3 separate regions of the Triticum aestivum genome follow, and all the other regions are linked to region 2. The links are chromatin contacts, called in public Hi-C maps. All regions are on one chromosome and are shown on one strand. The core of a region is the stretch at or near the end of the contact, and the rest is flanking DNA. Distances in the headings are between cores, read along the strand shown.

The links. Hi-C and Micro-C count contacts between places; a contact is called where the count stands out from the background.
Region 1: a Hi-C map of an unstated tissue shows a contact between it and region 2, with 10 times the contacts expected there. The contact joins the promoter of LOC123163172 here to the promoter of LOC101290659 in region 2. A contact is called at or near these places in 3 of 5 Hi-C or Micro-C datasets (leaf and an unstated tissue).
Region 3: a contact with region 2 is called in a Hi-C map of leaf, with 5 times the contacts expected there. The contact joins the enhancer-like site here to the promoter of LOC101290659 in region 2. A contact is called at or near these places in 4 of 5 Hi-C or Micro-C datasets (leaf and an unstated tissue) and 1 of 1 datasets of contacts at active chromatin or transcription factors (leaf).

Annotation. Positions count from the first base shown.
Region 1 is chr7B:75,242,800-75,246,743 of IWGSC CS RefSeq v2.1, reverse strand. It overlaps LOC123163172 (polyadenylate-binding protein-interacting protein 7), which reads left to right and starts at 1,491. Exons shown (of 6, transcript XM_044580925.1): 1 at 1,491-1,892; 2 at 2,831-3,630; 3 at 3,904-3,944. The coding sequence starts at 2,887.
Region 2 is chr7B:75,391,861-75,395,794 of IWGSC CS RefSeq v2.1, reverse strand. LOC101290659 reads left to right here and starts at 1,934. Exons shown (of 1, transcript XM_044575919.1): 1 at 1,934-3,068. The coding sequence starts at 2,190. The coding sequence ends at 2,564.
Region 3 is chr7B:75,603,719-75,607,707 of IWGSC CS RefSeq v2.1, reverse strand. No RefSeq gene overlaps it. Among protein-coding and RNA genes, the nearest start is that of LOC123159436, 23 kb to the left of the region's middle. Within about 2 kb of position 1,962, at least 1 of the 8 cell types and tissues checked has an H3K27ac peak or open chromatin away from gene starts, as enhancers often do. A contact at or near this core is called in leaf, where this site is marked.

The DNA of each region.
Region 1 (3,944 bases), core at 242-2,741, 150 kb after region 2:
CGTGAACCAGAGCTTGGACACGTACTGGGACCGCATCAAGGCCGAGTTCGACGAGCGGAAGCTCGTCGACCCCTACTTCAATGGCGTCTACATGCAGCACGGCTCCAAGGCGATGGCGGACCATTGGGGGTGTATCCAGTTGGCGTGCAACAAATGGCATGGAATCGTCGAGGAGGTCGCGGCTCGCCCGGAGAGCGGCGCCAGCGTTGAGGATCAGGTACGCACGCCGTTCGCACGCATATCTTCGTCCCCTACGCCCGCCGCCCACCAACTGTTTGTCCCTCCGCGCAGCTGCTGCGTATGTTCGCCATGTATCGGGGCGACAACCAAGACGCCGACTTCAAGCACCTCCACGTCTACAAGCGCATTGACAAGTGCGAGAAGTGGGCGGAAGTCCGACGTGCCCTCGACAAGGCCAAGGAGACATACAAGCCAAACGCGACGACTCCGGGCACGTCAGAGGGACGGCCGGACGGCCACAAATTGGCAAAGAAGGGGAAAAGCGCCGACGCGGCAACCGCGCGAGTGCAGGAGTCCATCGAGCATTGCCTCGCCGATGCCCAGGCCCGGGCCGTCCTACGCGAAGAGAAGACCGAGGCGCGGTGGTCGTCGCTAATGAAGAGCAATGCCATCAAGCTCGACCTGCTCCGGACGAACGTCGCCGCGAAGAAGAGGAACACCGACATGGCTTTTCTGATGAGCGGGGCGGACATGCTCCAGAGCAACGACGAGAAGCTCAAGGCGTGGTACCTGGTGCAGCGCGGCCTCATCCTGAACGAGCTGCCGACGGCAACGCCCACGCCCACACGGACGCCAAGCCCGAACGACGTCTCTACATCGCCGCCCAGCAGTGCCGAAGCCGCGCCGACGCAGCCCTGCACCGAAGCAGCTCCGGCAACGACGAGGCCGCGCACGCCGACCCCGCCGAGTGAATCGTTGCGCACGGCGGCTCTCTGTTTTTTGTAACGCCAGACTACGTCCGTTCGATCGGCGTCTTTTAAGAGCGGGAACGACCAAGTTTGAATTTCCGCATTCTGGGGCCGGCGCGTGGGGGCGTGACTGAGAGCTAGGTCGTCCCAGAGACCGAACTAGCGCCGGCACGCCCCCAAGCCGCTCTATTTAGGCGCCCTGGAGGCCGAACGGCTGAAGATGCCCTCATGGACGATGGCAAACAGGAACCACGAAACGTTGTGAAGCAGACGGGCGGAGGCAGACCACGGAACCACCGGCGGGAGCCCCGCCGATATTTCCCCCTCGGTCGAATCACCGAGCCGCATATTCGCGTCGCACCGCGGGAGCGGAGACAGGTAGCAGGCAGGCGCACGCGGCCCTGCCCTCATCCCGCCACCGATCCCAAGGCCAAGCCACCACCCACCCATCCTTCCCCTCCACGCCACAGCTCCATCCCGGCCCCACCACCCGCCGCGTCGGGTCAAACTCCACCATCCCTCGCCTATCCTCCTCCTCCGCCTCCCCCCTCCCGTCCGTCCGTCCCTCCTCCTCCCCTCCCCTCCCCTCCCCACGGCCACCCTCCACCACGCCACAAATCCCGGCGACCCACCCCGTCTCCGACCCCGCCTCGGCCACCACCTCCGAATCCCCTCCGTCTCCGCGCCGGCTCCGGCTCCGTCTCCGTCTCGTGGGCGGTGACGACCCGTACCCTGCCCCGCGTCGGGGAGGGGCGGCCGAGGCTTTTTATCCTTCGCGCCCCATATGGGCCGGTCGCCAGCCATATATTACTACCAGCTCATCGACCGGCGGAAGGGCATCGGCTCGCGTTGGCGGGAGCTCTCCAGATCTGCCGCGGACGCTCGCCTCGTGTAGATCCCGTCCGGATCTCGGCGCGGCGTCGGCTTGCTCTCTCCTCAAGCCTCTGCTAGAGCTAGAGCTGTGTATGATTCCGATTCGGGGTGGCGTAGCCCTAAGCTTATTTTCCTTTTCTGTTGTTTTACTGTTACGTTTGCCGCTCATGCGAATTTACTAGTATTATTTTTGCGAATTTACTGATTTAGCGGCGAGGCGAAGTTATTGCCGTAAAAGGGCCAATGCGTACGACTGAAGCGTTAGATATTTCAACGTCCTAGCCGGTGAATTTGGCGTATAGAAACTGCATGGGGGAGATGCAGCTTTTGTGACGCTGGCGGTTGTAGTAGTAGCTCAGGCAGTTATATCTGAGCCAAGAAAGGCCACGCCATTTTGTGTGCAAATGGGTGACGCCCTATTCTAACGCCCTTTTTTGGAAAGATACCTACCGTCTTTTAGGCCTTGTGTAAATTTGGAAACTTCTATTACAAGTAGGCCTTGTAAATTTGGAAACTTCTATTACAAGTAATGCTGATAATACTGTTGCCATGTCTGCATGATAGTAACAAAAAAGAAACTTTTTGAAGCCTAACAGTACGATTTAAAGGACCGACTAGTTTGGCAATTCTAACAACTTGTCAATTAGTTCATCCATATATGTCATGTAAATTAATAAATGGCTTACCTAGATTAGAGTTCACATTTCGTTTGCTCTAAATATGACTCAAATAATTGGAGCCAGACCTTATTGGATTAGTTTTTATTTGCGTGTGCTGTTTTTGATAAGCATGAAATTGTTTTTCCCTCGAAAATAAAATCGATTCTCAGTAATCTGGCATAAATTTATTATTTATAGCTACCTCACAGAAAATTATGGGAGTAACTAAACAGTTTTGCAGATTAGCAAATAGCTTCTTGCCATTACAGGATACATGGCTTTTCTATTTCAGTTATTCATAGGAAATGTAATTCTTGTAAATGTGCTGAACCATACTAATACTAACCTTGATGTTTACCACCTTTTCAGGGTTTGGGTAAATCTTATTGGAAGAGTTTTCCTGTACATGTAATTTCTGTTAAAAGATGACTTCACTGAATAAAGTTGTTCCAAATAATGGTGATGCAAGGTCAATGTTGCCAAATAAAATCACTGCATTAAATCCCAATGCAGCAGAGTTTGTCCCTTCATGTGTTATTAGACCATCCTATGGTAATAGCACAGCTTCAGATGCAAGTAAGTCTGAACTTAGGGGGTCACCTGGAAAAAAAATTCTAGATAGGTCTGAGTCGTCCAAGTCTAATAACTCAGACGATGAGGCACACCAGTTCTGGCGTAAGCAGCTCCCAGATGATATTATTCCAGACTTCACTTCTTTCGAGAAAATCGAACAAGAACCTGAAGAACTGTCCCTTGCTGGATTATCCTTGAATGCACCTCCTTTCTATGGGACAAAAGCTAGCCGCTTGTCAAGAGAACACCAAGAGTTGTCTTCTTCAGCTAGCAACCTGGAACTTGGGCATACCAATTTATTTTACGAGGATAATTCACAGTCAACCTTTTCAACTGTTGGTTCAAGCAATTGGGAGCAAAATTACGTGGGTGACCTCCACTTTGCTAATGAAAATCAGGACCTTCAGTATGATCCTACCACAGGCTTTACTGACAGTTTTGCTAGTGAGTACGTTGCAGCATCAGATGGCCTTTTTGATCCCCTAGAGTATTTAGCGTCTCAGTTTCCTGGATTTTCAGCAGAGAGTCTTGGGGAGCTGTACTATGCAAATGGATGTGACTTCAATCATACTATTGAAATTCTCACCCAGCTAGAGGTAATCTCTTTCTATCTGTAATTTTCACACTAACTCCTCTATACGTCCAATCAGAGCATTGCTTAATATAGCTGACTCTTCTTGATGTATATTGCTGAAACTTTAATGAATTTTCTTTCTGCTCAAGGCACCAGTATTAAACATATCCTTTGAAAGACAATATTAAAATCTCTTTCCTCTTTATTTGGTAATATACATTGCTTCGAGCAGTTATGTTACAATTGCAACATTCAGTAGTATCTCCAAGGGTTATTTTTTCTTTTGATTTTTCAGATGCAAGTGGATCCTACTTCCAATCAGGCAATGAATTTGAC
Region 2 (3,934 bases), core at 685-3,184:
TTTCCGCCATTGCTAGCGATGGAGTTGTCGGGAGAAGGCGTTGGCCAGCCTGGATGGGCGAGAGGCAATGGCGGTGGCGCTGGAACCGGAGGGTTTGCCTGCAAGCCAACATATATCGGGTTGGCTTGGAGGGCAACCCAGGCCGCTACAATGCCGGAGAACTCCTTCCACTGCTCGCTGGAGGCCATGGCGGGTATTGTACAAGGAGGAGATAGAGAGCTGAGGTGAGGTGTGTAATTCTAGCACGACGCCTAGTCACATTTATAAAGCGGACGGATGCAAGGAGCCAGCCGGAGAGGTGCTCAATGTCGGCCGACACATGAACGGATGTGTGGCGCTCGGGGCGCCGAAGTATGTTCCCCGGCACACGCGTCGATTTAATGGAGCTAGGCGGGCAGATGGATGTCCTTTGAATGCGGACAGAAGGCGTGCGCAGCGGGCGGTGCCCTTGGCCGGTGAGCGGCTTCAGGCCGGCTCTAGTGAGCGGTCACGTCCACAGCCCTCATGAATGAGGGTTGTTGGCTTCAGCTGGAAACGCGTGCAGGCGAGGGAGGAGGAGTTGGGTGGGCCAGGTTAGTCAGACATGGGCGTGGCAGCGGTTCGGACACCCGCAAAACCCCCAAATTTGTCTCTGGTTTGCGGGAAAATGTGCATCCTGCCTGCCGAATGGATCGATGCAAGAGCACGCTGGATGACAAAATACGTCTGAACCGCGCTGGACGCCAAACACGTACGGGCTACACGATTCAGATGGTTGTGGACGGTTTGAAGGTCAGGTTAGAGATGCCCTTACTAGCACTATCTTTGACGTACACATCCGATATCCCATGTTAGGTAATAATAGTAGATGCTATGGCCATGAACGATGCATGATCATGAACAGACCTAGAGCATCTTTCCATGTGGCGCTGGTCTAGTTCGCTAGTGGTTGAGATCTGGTGGGCGTAGTGTCATGAGCGGGTTTTGTATTTCAGTGCTGGTAACTTCGTTTTTGTCTGCACCGTGTTTTTTCTTTCCATGAGATGCCGACTGGTTCTCCCTTGAAAACAACTTTCTTTTCAACCGGAAAACCATGAACTTGCTGTGTTAGCTAGTTGATTATCACTGATTAAAGCATCTAGTGTTAATTTCCAGTATACTTGGAGCTATTATGATAGTTTTTTACCACCACCACTAGTTTACTTGAGGGGAAAAAAGAAGAAAGAAAAGTGGCCTTATGATTGGGGGCACCAACCCAACCCAAGACAAAACCGAGGAGCCACGGGCGACAAAAACACTCCTGTCGCGATAAAATCGCGAGAGCGACGTGTCAGGCGCACGAAAACAGCAGGCGGGGCCCAGCAACAGCGACGGCCCATCCGAACCCGCACCAAATCCACCCGACCCCTGGGCACGGCGAGCAGCCCGCGCGGCCCACCGTGGCCAGCTGTCAGTACTCACAGACCACGCATTCAAAAGGCCGGGCGCCCACCCAGCTCAGCCCCCCGACGTGGACCTCCCTCTAGCATCCCCACGCTACTGGGGAACCGGCTCGTCTACCGTGCTGAAAGCACGGTAGGGGAGCTACACTAGCCTGCAGTGCCTCTGTGATTTTTCACTGCGCGCTACATGAACTCATGAACAGTGTGGTGCTACAGGGTGCCCGCTACAGTACATATTTATTACAGTAGATTCGCTACAGTGCATAGTGCTATAGGGCCCTGCAGTGCCTTCTGCGATTCCCACTGCGTGGCTACTGTAGCTCCCTGCCGTGCCTTCAGCACGGTAGACGAGCCGGTTCCCGCTACTGGCTACGGCCCGTACAGGAGCTACCACCTCCCCCTGCCCCCACCGACACGCGGGGCCAGCGGGGCAAGACGTGGCCACATGCTCCACGGCGCTGGCGGTGCATAAATACCACCTGGCTGCCACCGCATGTCCCGGTGCGGAGAAGTTCAGGGCGGGAGGGGAGGCGAGCCGAGGCGGAGGAGAGGGAAGCGCGAGGGAGACATCGCCCGACTGCGATGACACCAGGCGCCGACGCCGTCATCATCGCCGTAGCAGAAGCCAGCCGGAGCGAGCAGGCCAGGAGCAGGAGGAGCGGCAGCCGGAGAGCAGCCGAGGCGCCGTCCGTCCCGTCGTCCTACGTCGTCTGGGAGAAGGAGCGGTAATTAAGTTCATCGAGAGAGAGCGGAGCGGACGTCGCGAGCATGGAGGTGGAGGCCGCGAGGTGCGAGTGCTGCGGCTTCACGGAGGAGTGCACGCCGGAGTACATCGCGGCGGTGCGGGCCGAGTACATGGGCCGCTGGGTCTGCGGGCTCTGCGCGGCTGCCGTGGGCGACGAGATCCGCCGCGCGGGCGCCCGGGGCCAGCGCGCCATCACCACGGCCGAGGCGCTCGACCGGCACGGCGCTTTCGCGAGGGAGGCGCCGCGTGCGCCCGGGAAGAAGGCGTCCGAGGAGCTCGTGGCCGCCGTGTCGCGCCTGCTCCGGCGCTGCCTCGACTCGCCGCCGGCGTCACCCGCCGCGCCGCAGGGGCGCAAGGTGGCGGCAGGCCCCCGGTGCACGGACGCTGACGACGCCTGATCGATCGCCTAGCCGGAGGCGAAGGATAGCTAGCTCGTGGTGGGTTGTTCGCCAATGATTGGGCAAAGACGTCAGGAATAATACGTACTTGGGGGGCATGTGCCTTGTGTGGCTTGCCTGCCGTCCTGAGGAATGAATAATTTGCGTCCTAGCTTATGATTGCTCGAGACAGGAGCGATCAAGCTCCGTATGATCGAGCATGAAGTTATTACGTAATGTGCTTCGTAGCATTTGTAGTAGTATCCGGTTGTGTTGAGTATTAGCTCAGGCTTCGGCTACGCATTGTAGTCACTCTGTACAAAAGCATTGTACTGGAGTTATGCAGGCTTCTTGTAAGTTACTCAGATGGAAGGACATGTAAAGTAGTGCTCATTGTAGTAATCTACAGTAGTGTATATGTATCTCATTGTATTTACACATGTTTGTATTGCCATGTCCTCACATGGATGCAAGTAATTAGGCTTGATTTTCAACAGAGTCAGAAAATAAAGCGGTTTTGCTATATAACAGGTGCCTGATTATTATTTTTAGCTCTCACCCGAATTTGCAACCATCATTCACATAGTTCATGATTCGTACTTGGGGTCTGTTTGGGTTATAGTTGACTGGGTTATAGTTGACTGATGTAACTTTTGTTTTCAGTCGATTTTGTTCAGCGGAAAGGTTTCAGTCCGTTAGTCTTAGGCTAGTGGGTTATGCGTCGGTCCGGTAGTAGTCCATTTGTTTTTCAGTTGATGCTTGTTGTTGCTTGGGTCACTAGGGTTCTGTGTTCGCAAGATTGTCGAAGTGCTTCTTGTCGTACGCACGAAATAAATGAGACTCAATTCATTTTCGTCATGTTTGTGTATGCACTTCGGAGGCGATAACATTGGCATGAGTAAGACACTTAGGGGCTGTTCGGCGGCCCACCCGCTCCGCGGTATATAAGAATCTGCAGAGTACCGTTTCTCTCGCTCCACACTTTTTAACTGGAACTTCGTCGACTCCGGGAGCGGCCTCGTGGAGCGGAAGGCCTCCGAAGAGGCCCTTAATCTTGACCTATACACACAAGCATTATGTAATATGTGTGCAAATTATATTGGAGTCTGATTTTTTCTCCTATTATATGATTCTTATTGCATATATTTTGAATAGGTGCAATTTTCTAAGCAAGTTGTTGTCATTTTCTTTCTTTTTATCATCTTTCTTCATTTAAGGGTAATATCAATGTCTTTAATTCATTTTCCTTAGCAAAATTTAGTTTTATTTTTTTAGCTTTTATTTTGGTTTTAGTTTTATTACCAAATCTGTTTTTGTGTGTGATTCATTTAGGGTAATACCATCGGCATGAGTAAGACAATTAATCATTGGCATACACATGCACAAGCAAG
Region 3 (3,989 bases), core at 713-3,212, 210 kb before region 2:
TCCAGATGTATTTTAATTCTAGATACATCCATTTTAGCGACAAGTAATTTGGAACGGAGGGAGTATGTACGCCACACCTCCTCCTCTTGAGCGCTTCTGCTACAACCCTCTGGAAATCCCCGCATTTCCAGTCCAGTATAGGTGCAGTGTGGATGTGGAGTCGCCAGCAGAGATTCTATTTGCCACCTGTCGAACCGGTCGCTAGCCAGCGTCCCGCATCAACCTAGTGAGCAGGACCCACCATTTAGATTCGGCACAAACGTTAGTAGGAGAACAAACTGGAGAAACAAAACTAAATCTTTACCAAATAATAAAGTAAATTGGATTTCTATCGTTCGTCATTATAATTACCCTCCAAATTGGTAAAAATTACCCACCAATGCCACCCGTAAGTGGAAAATGATTCAGTTTTTCAAACAAAAATCACCGCCCCACTGGGTTGTTTTAAAAGGCCGCGACAGTTAGAATCATAGAACTATGGGTGACCGAGTGGTTGTGCGATCGCTCCTCCAGCTATGAGACCGGGGTTCGATCCCCACCTTCCACATCTTTTTTTTCTCACGCATTTTTTCCATTTTACTTTTTTGTCTTTTCTTTTCTCATTCTGTTTTCTTTCTTCTTTCTTCTTTAAATTAATTCAGGATTTTAATATTCCAAAGTTGTGACTTTTAAAAAAATCTTTGAGAAATCATAAAAAATACAGATTCAAAAAATGTTGGTGGTTTTGCAAAATTATAAAAAAAATCACAATTTGAAAAAGATGGTAGGAAAATAAAATCATGTTCATCATTTAAAAAAAAATGACTGTGTATTGAAAACATATTCAGGAATCTGAAAAAATTCCATGACATTTTAGAAAATGTTCACAAAAAATTGTTTTTTAAAATTTTCTCCAATTTTTTAGAAAAGTTCATCGACTCACAAAATGTTTATTGAGTCAAAAAAATTTAATGAATTCGAAACTGGTTCATGCATTTAGTTTCTTGTAAACAAAACTAATGTTCATGATTCTTTTGAGAAAATAAAAAATTTCAAAAGAAAATGTTTGTCGATTCCGAAAACTGTTCACTAATTCAAAAGTTTTCTATGTCTAGGATTTAATTGGTTTTTTGAAAGTCTTTATATGTCTTGGCGTTGGGAGTAGTTCGTGGTCAACGAGATTTGTTTTTAAAATTTTAAACATTTTCTTGCGCAACATAATGACAAGTGTGGCATGCACTGACAAACTCATAACCTTGGGATTTACCACGTCGAATGCATTGTGATCACGTGGACATCGGGACCATCATCGGCTAGGGTGAGAAAAAAAATGACAACATGGTGAGCCACTGTGTTAAAATAAAGTACGCTCATATATCAGGCCACTGAGTCATACTCATTTGGTTAGCCATAATTTTTTGTCTTCCGTTGCAACGCACGGGCATATTTGCTAGTAGCTTATGAAGTGATCAAAGATTCGAACGACACTTGGGGTGTAACGAGGTGGAATTTACTACACATGAACTTTTGTTTTGAAGAATTTGGCTTAGCCAAGCGGCAGATCGTCCAGCACCGTTTACAGAGCGGTTGGCACCCGCGCTACTTCTCTCGCCACACACAGTGTACTTCTTTTTCTCGAAACAAAGGCAATAGATTTACCTCATCTATTAATAATTAAAAAAAGGATAGAGTTTGTTACAATCAACCCGAAACAACGGCATGAATTATTACTCTCGCGACATGAGTGACCCTAGATTTTTAGCCCCAAAGGGTGACCCAAAGATTTGCCTCGATCGTGTACTTGGAGACTAGCTGGCAATCCATGTGACGGCGGTGCTGCTCTGCTTCCGGTGCCATCACGACGTAGCCATCGACGGCACAAGTTGGGGAGCACGCGATGATGGGACGGATATAACCGGAGAAGGAAAGGCGCGCGGGGATAGGTCATAGGTGGATGGATAGATAGAGTAGACAGAGTTTGTGTCGAAGTTGACGAGCTTCTACCCCACGACGCGGACTTGCACGGCGCAGCGTAGCCGGCGGCGGCAGCCACTAGCGCCACCTGCCTCCGATCATTCGCCGTCGCCGCATTGCAGGGCGCTGCGGCGACAGGGTCACATTGATTGCCCGTGCACCGCGGTGGGCCGGCCGGCCGGCCGGAAGGAAGGAAGATCACGCGATCAGGTTACACGTAAAAAGAAAAGAAAAACGCCTTTCGATCTCTGCTCGCGTGCACACACATCGTTGCACGCACAGCGCGCGCTGGATCGGACGCTAGCTGTTGGTACATCTGTCTCTGCTTGGCCTTGGAGCCAAGATGCTCGCTAGGAGCTACAGCAAGAACACGACCGAGGACGTATGCATGCTCTAGCTAACGACATCGGAGGCGCAGCGTACCAACGATAGACCCCGCACGATTCGCGCGTGTGCGCATATGCACCACCCCGGACGGACAGGTGCGTAACTACAGCGGACCACTTTCGTGATTGATGACACTGTCACTAAAATCGGACGCTACTTACTTGGTGTCTCCACCAACCTTGCGAGACGTACATGAGGCCGCAATGTCGAGGTCGATCATGCATGTGAGACCGGCTTGTCCACTTGCCGCGGCAGCTTCCAAAACGCACTCCGAGGACAAGTAAGAACTTTGAGCATAATTAATTTGCTACCAACATTTGGCATTCCCAATAGTTGGCAAGACAACATTTAGCAACATCAAAAATTGCCAACAATTGGCAATCTTTTGTGAGATTGGCAGCGAAAATTGGCAAGCAACCAATCTCTAGTCAACATTTGGCAATTGCCAAAATTTGACATGCCAACTTTTGGCATCAAACCTGAGTACCTGACGCGATAATTTGTATAAGTTTGAAAAATAAATGAATGCTGGCCTGAATTAGCTAGCACTAAAGTTTTCCGGGAAAAAATATACTAAAATTGAGACATTTATTTTGATACGAAGGGAGTAGTAAGTGTATGGTTTGTGAAGGACAGCTCATGCCTCGCCTGCAAGGGCTGCGTGGCATTGCCAGACGCCAATACATACGGTTTATTTTTTTTTCTTGAAAACACATACTTAGGCCATCTTCAAAGCTGGCATGCAAAACGGACACCGCGTCCGTCAGTGGATATGGATGCGGGAGCCGGCCATCCGAATCTATCCACAAACATTTCAAACCACTTTTCAACAAATCGGACGAAGTACATGCAATTCTGATGATTTTTATTCAAACCGGACGAAAATATTTACAATTCTAACAATATTTTAACTACAATATACATGACTACGGTAAAACTAGTCTATGACCGGCCACAACGGATCTCCATTCCCATGCCATGTGTTCCTTATGCCAACAGCCCGCTCGTCGGACTGCCGAGAGCCTCGAAGGGGTATGCTTCAGCGGGAGGGGAAGAATAGCCTCCGCCACCGCGAAGCACGGATCAGGGTTTGTTTTTGGGACGGGGAAGACAGTTGTCATGGTCTACGTCCATGCTCACCGGGCAAGTCACCAGATATGTCACCCAGTGACGTGGTGGGTGGCCTTCCTGGGACCCAAGCGACAATGGCCTTCCATGATCTATTTTTCCTCACTGTCTGAGGTGACTGCGGGACTGCCGGCCTCTGCAAAGATGCATCCAATCAATCGTCGACTCGAACCAACACCGGAAGCCTCCCTCCACGGTGTGTGCGCCTTCCCTTCCCTTGCCGCTGGGCGACGCCTGGCCTGGTGCGCGTGCGGGAACGAGCGTTTCTCCAGGTTCAGCCTACGACCTCGAAATGAGTGAATAGCAAAAAATACCACATTACGGGCTATCGTTCCGGAAAACTACCACATTTTTTTAATTTTCCAAAAAACTACCACAAAAATGGCGGGCTGTTCCAAAAAACCCAAGTGGTCGAACAGTTACGTTTTAAGTGGGGTTATGACATGTGGGGCCCGCCGATCAGGGTTTTGTCGGCCACAGGGCTCATGGCGCGCGGGTGACGGCCGTTAGGGTGCACGAGC